Linked DNA regions of Sus scrofa: region 1 is linked to region 2. A link is a contact called in public targeted proximity ligation data. All regions are on one chromosome and are shown on one strand. The core of a region is the stretch at or near the end of the contact, and the rest is flanking DNA. Distances in the headings are between cores, read along the strand shown. Region 1 has its middle 250 kb from the start of THUMPD2. Region 2 overlaps SLC8A1 (sodium/calcium exchanger 1).

Region 1 (4,127 bases), core at 109-2,608, 350 kb before region 2:
GTTCCATCCATGTTTCCGAAAATGACATAATTTTATCCTTTTTATAATTGAGTAGTATTCCATTGTATATATGCACCACATCTTCCTAATTCATTCATCTGTTGATGGACATTTAGGTTGTTTCTATGTTTAGGCTATTGTGAATAGTGTTACGATGAACATAGGGTTGCATGTATCTTTTTGAATGAAAGCTTTGTCTGGATATATGTCCAGGAGTGGGATTGTTGGATTATATGGTAGTTCTATATTTAGTTTTCTGAGGAAACTCCATACTGTTTTCCATAGTGCTTGTACCAATTTACATTCCCACCAACAGTGTGGGAGGGTAGAAGGGTTCCCTTTTCTCACACCCTCTCCAGCATTTGTTATTTGTAGACTTACTAATGATGGCAGTTCTGACAGAGAAATGTCTGCTTAGGTTTTCTGCCCATTTTTTTCAATTTTTTTTGGCTGTTGAGTTGTATGAGTTGTTTGTATATTTTGGAGATTAATCCCTTATCAGTTGAACCATTTGCAACTATTTTCTCCCATTCTGTACAATTTCTTTTCTTTTTTTTTTTTATGGTTTCCTTTGCTGTGAAAAACTTGTAGTTTATATAGGTCCCATTGGTTTATTTTTGTTTTTATTTCTGTTGCCTTGGGAGACTGACCTAAGAAAACATTTGTATGGTTGATGTCAGAGAATGTTTTACCTATGTTATCTTCTAGAAACTTTATGGTGTCTTGTCTTATGTTTAAGTCTTTAAGCCATTTTGAGTTTATTTTTGTGCATGGTGTGAGTGTGTGTTCTAGTTTCATTGACTTATATGCAGCTGTCCAATTTTATCAGCACCACTTGTTGAAGAGACTGTCTTTTCCCCATTTTATATTCTTGCATCCACTGTTGGAGGTTAATTGACTATAGGTGTCTGGGCTTATAACTGGGTTCTCTATTCTATTCCATTGATCTATATGTCTATTTTTGTGCCAGGACCACACTGGAGATTGCTCTTGATTTGTTGCAGCAGTTGCATGTATTTACCACAGAAAGTTTGGAAAACAGAGAAAATAAAATTCTTTAATCTCACTTCTCAGAGATACTGTCATCATTTTGGTGTATTTCCCACCAAAAAAAAAGAGGTTTTTTTTCATTGTATGTGTGTGTTTTCTATGCATGTATATAGGTAGGGTTTTGCGTTGTTTTGAAATTTTACTTTGTTTTTATTCACCATTCAATGCAGCTCTATCCTTAAGTATTTACTTAGTATTTATGTGTTTCGGGGAGTTTTGAAGAACTGAAAGTAGATAGCACATGACGTTGTGCATCTTCCTGTCTTTTGTAAGAATGCTACAGAAATTATTCTGGGTGTTCTGAGGGACAGGGGAAATCAGGGAGCCCCAGTGGCTTAGTCAGTTTGGGCTGCTGTAGCAGAATACCAAAGACTGAGTGTCTTATAAACTACAGCAAATTATTTATCATAGTTCTAGAGCCTGGAAGTACAAGTTCAGGGTGCCAGCATGGTTGGGGTCTCTTTTCTGGGTTGCAGAATGCTAACATCTTGTATTCTCACATTGCAGAGGGCAGAGAGCTCTCTTGGACTCTTTTTTGTTGGTGGCTATACTCACCACTACACCACCAATGCTGCACAAAATAAGGGCACTAATCCCATTCATGAGGGCTCCATCCTCATGACCTATTCACCTCCCAAAGGCCCCTCCTCCTATTGCCATCACATTAGGGTTTAAAGGAGGAATTTTGAGGAGACACAAACATTTGGTCCATAGCACTCTGACAGTGGCAAGAGAGAAGAAAGAGATTCAACCCAATATTGGAGGGTTCCTAGAAAAGCAACTCCTTGGTACCCCAGAAAGACTGGACCTTAGGCACAAGGACTTTAAGGCCTGCCCTGCTTCCAGAACCCCACATGAGGCATAGAAGAAACAGATTCACCCTTCAGAAGGCCTCAAGCCTGCTGGGGCAGTGGCATCTGGGGATGGAGTGACTCACCAGTGTGGATGAACAGTGATTACCAGTGACCTAAGGGAGCTCCCTGCTGCTTGGCTTTGCACAATGTTCTGGAACTTTTCCAAAACCACAAGGAGGCTGGGATCCCCAGAAAATGACTGGATTATACCATCATTCCTGTGGATGTGGGCTCATGATGTGAGAAAAAGTATATATATAATTAAAAAAAAATAGTGAAAGTGGCACCCTGCCTCAGGACCAACCAAAAGTTGCAGTGTGTTGGGTAATCCTAAAACTTGGAAAATGATTTAGGAATTAAAGTTAATGTGATTTAGAGGTTCACCCAACAACAAGAGAAACTTACTCTTCTGTGTGGTCATTAAAGCTCTTTCATTTGCAAAAGACAAAAAAAAAAAAAATAAGTAAAGCAAAATGAGGATTCAAATTCTAGATTCAGTTGATTGCCAGGGGGTTACTTCCCTGTGGCCTCCTTGACTTCTAGGTCCTGAGTCGAATCTACTGCTTCTGATGCAGCTCACATCAACCCACGTGTGCTCCTTTGCTCTTTCAACATTTTCCACAAACAATAAAAATCACTTATTTCATCTGGTCAATTTTACTAAAGACTGGGATCTTGGGGAGAAATCACATTAGCCTTTGGCCTCATGCTTACACTATCTTTCCTTTTCTTATATCTCGCCTTTCCTCTTACAGCAAAAATAGGCTCCATCAGCTGCACTGGCTCTTCAGGCTGGTGTTTACTCTGATTCAGTGTTAAATATATTCTCTGTTCTTGATCATCCTTCTAAGAAGAAAAACAAATTTCTCTGCTTTTTATTTCATTACGAGTTGCTAATAACATTTTGGAACTCGCTCAGGCCCTTGGCTATCTTATGTTCTCTCTCAATTTCCTCAAGGAAATAGTTCTTCTAGATACAGATAGTGCCCTTCCAAAAAGGCATTCTGTTGAGTAAAGTTACGTATTGTATAAAAAACTGCCTCTTCAAGAATTTTCAAGCTGATGGTCCAGAGCATTATGTCAGACACCCCAAATCCTATTTCATTTCTCTCCAGCACTCTGGAAGATGTTCTCTGGCTTCCCTTGTAGCTAGGTTGTGGCTGTGTGTTTAGTCTGAGTGAGGAGCTGTGAGCAAAAATGACATCCAAGCCGGCGTGCAGCTCTCTAGCTCTCTCTCTGCCACAGTGCCTGCAGAAGCTACATAGCTTCAGATGACAGAGCTGCAAAGATGGAAGCAACCTGGACCACAGGGGTCACTTTCTGTAGCAATTGCCCTGGAGAATTGCTTTGTCAAATTGGGCTCTGTTATCTAAGATTTGGGGGTTATTTTTTAACTAGAGGATATTCTAAATTAATGGATAAGCCATAATGTAATTATAATGCCCAATTCTAGTATCAGGTTTACTAGGTTCCATTCCATGCACTGCTACTCCCCAGATGTTTGACCTTAAAAAAAAATGCCTAATCTTTTAAGTTTCAGTTTTTTTCTTATCTATAATAGTACCATACTCACAGAGTTGCAAGGAGACAACCAATGGGACGTACTCAGAATACTGTCTGGTACATAATAAATGTTCAAAAAACAATAGCTTTTAATTTTTTTTGGCTACATCTACAGCATGCAAAAGTTCCCAGGCCAACAATTGCACCCACACCACAGTAGCAATCCAAGCTGCTGCAGTGACAATGCTGGATCCTTAAACTGCTGGGCTGCAAACAAACCCCAAGCAATAGCTTTTTGATGACAAGTTTGCCTAGTGATGTTTAAACCTAACAGAAAATTAATATAAGCATAGAAGTACTCCCAAGTAATTTCAACGTCCACGTTCTTTGTTTATATTCAGAGTCAGTTATTCATCTAAATATCGGGGAAGTTATTTGTTGGGTCAAGTAAATAAAATATTGAGAAAGTTATTTGTTAAATCAATATATGTTTATTTAATGAGAGCAGTAATCAAATGTATGAGGCTTAAATTTCCCACATTGTTGCCATGAAGTTGCACACAGCACTATTTTATAAATATTTTAATTGTTTCAACCATGATTGTTATTTCTAAGGCAGCCAATTTTTTTGCTCCTTTTTTCTCTCTACATCTGATTTCTTTTTGCACCAATTTGTCTATCGGCAGAGGCCTGTTTTATGTCTTTCATGTGTGTACATCC
Region 2 (4,169 bases), core at 1,456-3,955:
GTTGATGGTCCTTTATTCTTCAATGTATTGATATATATTTTGATACTTAGTTTAATACTGATTTGCTTCAGAGTTATACTGCTATAAATTCAAACATCTAAATAATCTGTAGAAAATAAAATCAATAATTTATGTGTTTACAGTTACCTGAGGATACAGTATTCACACATGATTAACTGCCCACTTCACTTTTCACCTAGATATGCATGGCCACAAAAATATTTCTTCACTCTTGGACTTAATCACACCATTTCAAGAATCCGCAGTTCCCGTCGTGGCTCAGTGGAAACAATCTGACTAGTATCCATGAGAACACAGGGTTCCATCCTGGTGTCACTTAGCAGGTTAAGGATCCAGCTTTGCCACATGACCTGAGGTCACAGACAAGGGTCACATCTGACTTTGCTATGACTAGGGTATAGGCCTGTGGCTACAGCTCAGATTAGACCCTAAGCCTGAGAAACTCCATAGGCCAAGGGTGCAGCCCTAAAAAGCCAAAAAAAAAAAAAAGAAAAAAAAAAGAATGCCTTCAGTGGGGAAGATCTCTTTGGGAATGATCCTTCTTACGTAGATAGTGTTTAAGCTTGTTTTTCCATTTATCTAATGACCTGTCCATCCCTACATTTACATCATAAACATGTCACTCATTTGCCTTGCATTTGAGAGTCTAAAAATTGCTTTATGATATTTAAAAAAAATAGATTTTGGAGCCAGGGAACCAGAGATTCATTCTTTCCCAGTACATTACAAGCTCCATAAAAACGGGTAATGGATATGCCTCTTTTACAGTTTATATTTCCTTTTTGTCAAATGAAGGTAAAAGAGCACCTGTCCCATATGAGCACTGTTAAATGGACTAATACACATATATACTTAGAGCAACTTATGGGAAGCACCCAATAAATGCTAGCTTTCAGTTTCATTATTATTACAGTTGCCAGTGCTTCTTCAAATAGTTTTGGCACATACGAGTCATAAAATAAATGTTTATGTGGTGCAAGTTAAATGAGTCCCAGTTTTGCCAATATGGGATCTGGGGGGAAGTTACTTCGTCAGAAAAATAAATATAAAACCCACAATAATGAAAATGGTCTCACAAAGCTGTTATGAAGATCAAATGGAATAATAAACGTCAGAAAGGCTTTATAAATTATAAAGTGTGGAATAAATGTTAATTGTCATGTTTATTCCCTAGTTTTATCCTCACCAGATACACTCTTGTGCAGATGTGATGATCTTCATTATATAGATGAGACAACAGGTTTACCGAGGATTATGCAACTTGCTCAAGGTCATTTGGATGGGATGTAGGACTACTAGAACCAAAAAATTAGGTCTTTTTTTTGTCCCTGAATTCCAGTATCTTTTTCATTATTCATAAGTGCTTCATACAGAACTATGATCTCTCCAGAACATTATTTCCGTGTATTGTTAGGCTTGTTTTTAAAAAATAAATGGCATTGATAATGTTGATTAAAATGTAGTTTTCATTTTAGGCATATTTTGTCATTGCCAAGGAATTAAAAAAAAAAAAAGAGCGTGGAGGAAATCCAATGACAGTAATTAACAAGTTTAATCAATCTAAAGTCCTCTTAAAAGGACTTCATCTGTCAGTTTGAGGTTACACACATTAAAATCAAACGTCTTGCGATTCCACCAGAATTAACCTTTGGGATCCGATTTTCAAGGGTTTGAAGGTGGTCAAAGAAGACAGATGAATTACCATGATTCTAGGTGATTTCATAGGGATTTTTCAGAAAACCAAACTGGTAGAATGGTAAGGCTTTACTGCAGAGCCAAGCCCTCTGCTATCGTGCTGGCCCCCAGACACAAGCTTTCATAGGGTAAAAGCACATACCAATTCTCACTTAACCAAGCAGATGATACCACATAAGATCAACAGTCCCAGCTCTCTCACCTGGTTTGGCTTCTGAGATGCTACTTCTGGCATACTTGGTTCCTCCTCCTAGTCTCTGCCTCCATTTACTTCCTGGGACATCAAATGTTGAGTCTATAGCTCAGTCTCCTGTCTGTGTCTTCCAGACAACCTTGAGTTTCCTGTCTTTGACCCTGGCTTACCTTCTCTGACATTACACTGTTAACAACTCTAACATCCAGCTCTAACCTTGGCTTTTCCCTTTGCATTCATACTACCCACATGTCCCCTCTTCCTTTACTGACTTTTTTTTTTTTTTTTCACTACACCTGTAGCATGTGGAAGTTCCTGGGCAAGGGATCAAATCCATACCACAGCAGTGTCCTAAGCCACAGTAGTCACAACACCAGATCCTCAACCTATTGTGTCACCAGGGAACTCTTACGGTTTCTTGACATAGCAGTCCAGCCCCATTTCTGTCCCTGCTCTATTGATTTCTGATCAGTATTGGTAATGGCTTCTTCCAATGGAAATGCAATTTACCGAATTGCTCAGTAAGTCTTTCCCTTATCCTGTTGGAAACCACCCACCCACTCTCAATTAAGGCAAATGGATGTATGCTATCAGTCTGTGCCACTCTGCCATAATTGTTCACCATCTCATCTAGACGCCTCTAGATTATCTATGACATCTAAACATGCAGGTCCAAACTGGAATTGAATACTCAAGTTGTGATACACTTAATACTAAGAGTAGGGAGATGAGGACATCTAAAGATCTGGATACATTACTTCTGCTAAGATGCAGTCTATGGTTACACCAGCTTTGTTCACAGACACATTACACCACTGACTCACATGAAGCTTGGAGGCAACAAAAACCCCATATCCTGTTTACAGGAACTGGTGTCAAGCCAGGTTCCCCACTTCCTTATTAGGCACTTGGAGATTTTTCAAGACCCAAAATTCAGATCCTTATATTGGTCCCAACTTCGTCCTAAAATCTATGTAATATTACTTAAACATTACTTATTAATACACTAGTTGTTATAGGAATATAACCTAATTAATGTTAATATTCTGACACTGAATTTTGTTGGGAAGAAGTAGGATGTGCCAGTTCCAGGATAATCCTCTTCCTTTTTTATTAAACTTGAGAAACATTTTCTATTATTACTGTTCTTACCACCCTCACATTGTCATCATGGAAGATGGTTGTTACAGCTGTGTCTGCCACCTCCACCTCAGGGAGAGAACAACTACGTGACAACCATTAGCTGAGGACATAAAGCATTAAGCTGGGAACAGAAGGATCAGCACATAATCTCTTAATTATTAATGTGCATGAGCTTCAAGAGCTTCATTTTAAGAAAAAACAGATCGTCTTGGCAATGCTATATCTTAGGGCTTTGACTTATTTTCCAGCCATCAGTTCTCTTGGGATATTTCACTCTACTCCCATCAAATCTCACTTGATTAAGTAATGCTTATTGGGTCATGGCTTAGCCAGCCTCACAGCCTCTGTTCTTCTATCTCTGGCTTATCAATATGTGTCAACACCAATACCATGGAATAGGCCGGAAACAAAATCCTGGCCAGTCCATTTGAATTCTCTTTAGCAGCTCTTATAAATGTCTTTCCAGCTAAATTGTAGAGCCATTGACTGGAGCCAATCTGGGGAGTCAGCTGTGGGTTAAGCTTGGCAGCATATTTTGTGAGCTGAATACCATGAGAAGGAATTTTTCTTTATTTGCTGATGGGGTAGAAAAGGAATGAGGCAAACCACTGGTTAGAAACATGAAAGAAATAGTTTGAAATTTTCCCTTTGGTTTGTATCTTTGTGATATATGTTTAAGGATAAAGCTCTATGAAATAAAGACCACAAAGAGGTAAAAAAGTTGAGATAACCATTAAACTTTATGGGATGCCTGGCAGTCTTAGAAAATATGTCATGGAGAGATATGGTATTCTAACAGCTGCACATTTATAAATTCTGGATGTTAAGTCTGGGCAACAGACTCAACAGCAATATAATACATATTAAAATTAAGAAAAAAGGCTTCTTTCCTCTGTGCTTATCACTGAGTCACTGCATGGGCAGGAATGATAAATCTTTCAGAGTTAGTTCTAGAACCAGAGCATAGGTGGGTGAGTTCTTGAGGTTCAGACATGTTCCCACAGGTTAAACAGAGGACAGGACACCGGATCCATAAGAAATCAATTTGCATTTCCAGCTTTCCTTCCAGCACACCCTCCCTGCTAACAACTTCTCTCCAAGAGGCTCTCAAATGTCT

The links.
Region 1: a contact with region 2 is called in a targeted proximity ligation map of alveolar macrophages. A contact is called at or near these places in 1 of 47 Hi-C or Micro-C datasets (embryonic fibroblasts) and 1 of 2 datasets of targeted methods (alveolar macrophages).

The regions. Positions count from the first base shown.
Region 1 is chr3:100,302,957-100,307,083 of Sscrofa11.1, reverse strand. No RefSeq gene overlaps it. Among named protein-coding and RNA genes, the nearest start is that of THUMPD2, 250 kb to the left of the region's middle.
Region 2 is chr3:99,957,732-99,961,900 of Sscrofa11.1, reverse strand. The region is part of intron 3 of SLC8A1 (sodium/calcium exchanger 1); the gene reads right to left. Among named protein-coding and RNA genes, the nearest start is that of SLC8A1, 140 kb to the right of the region's middle.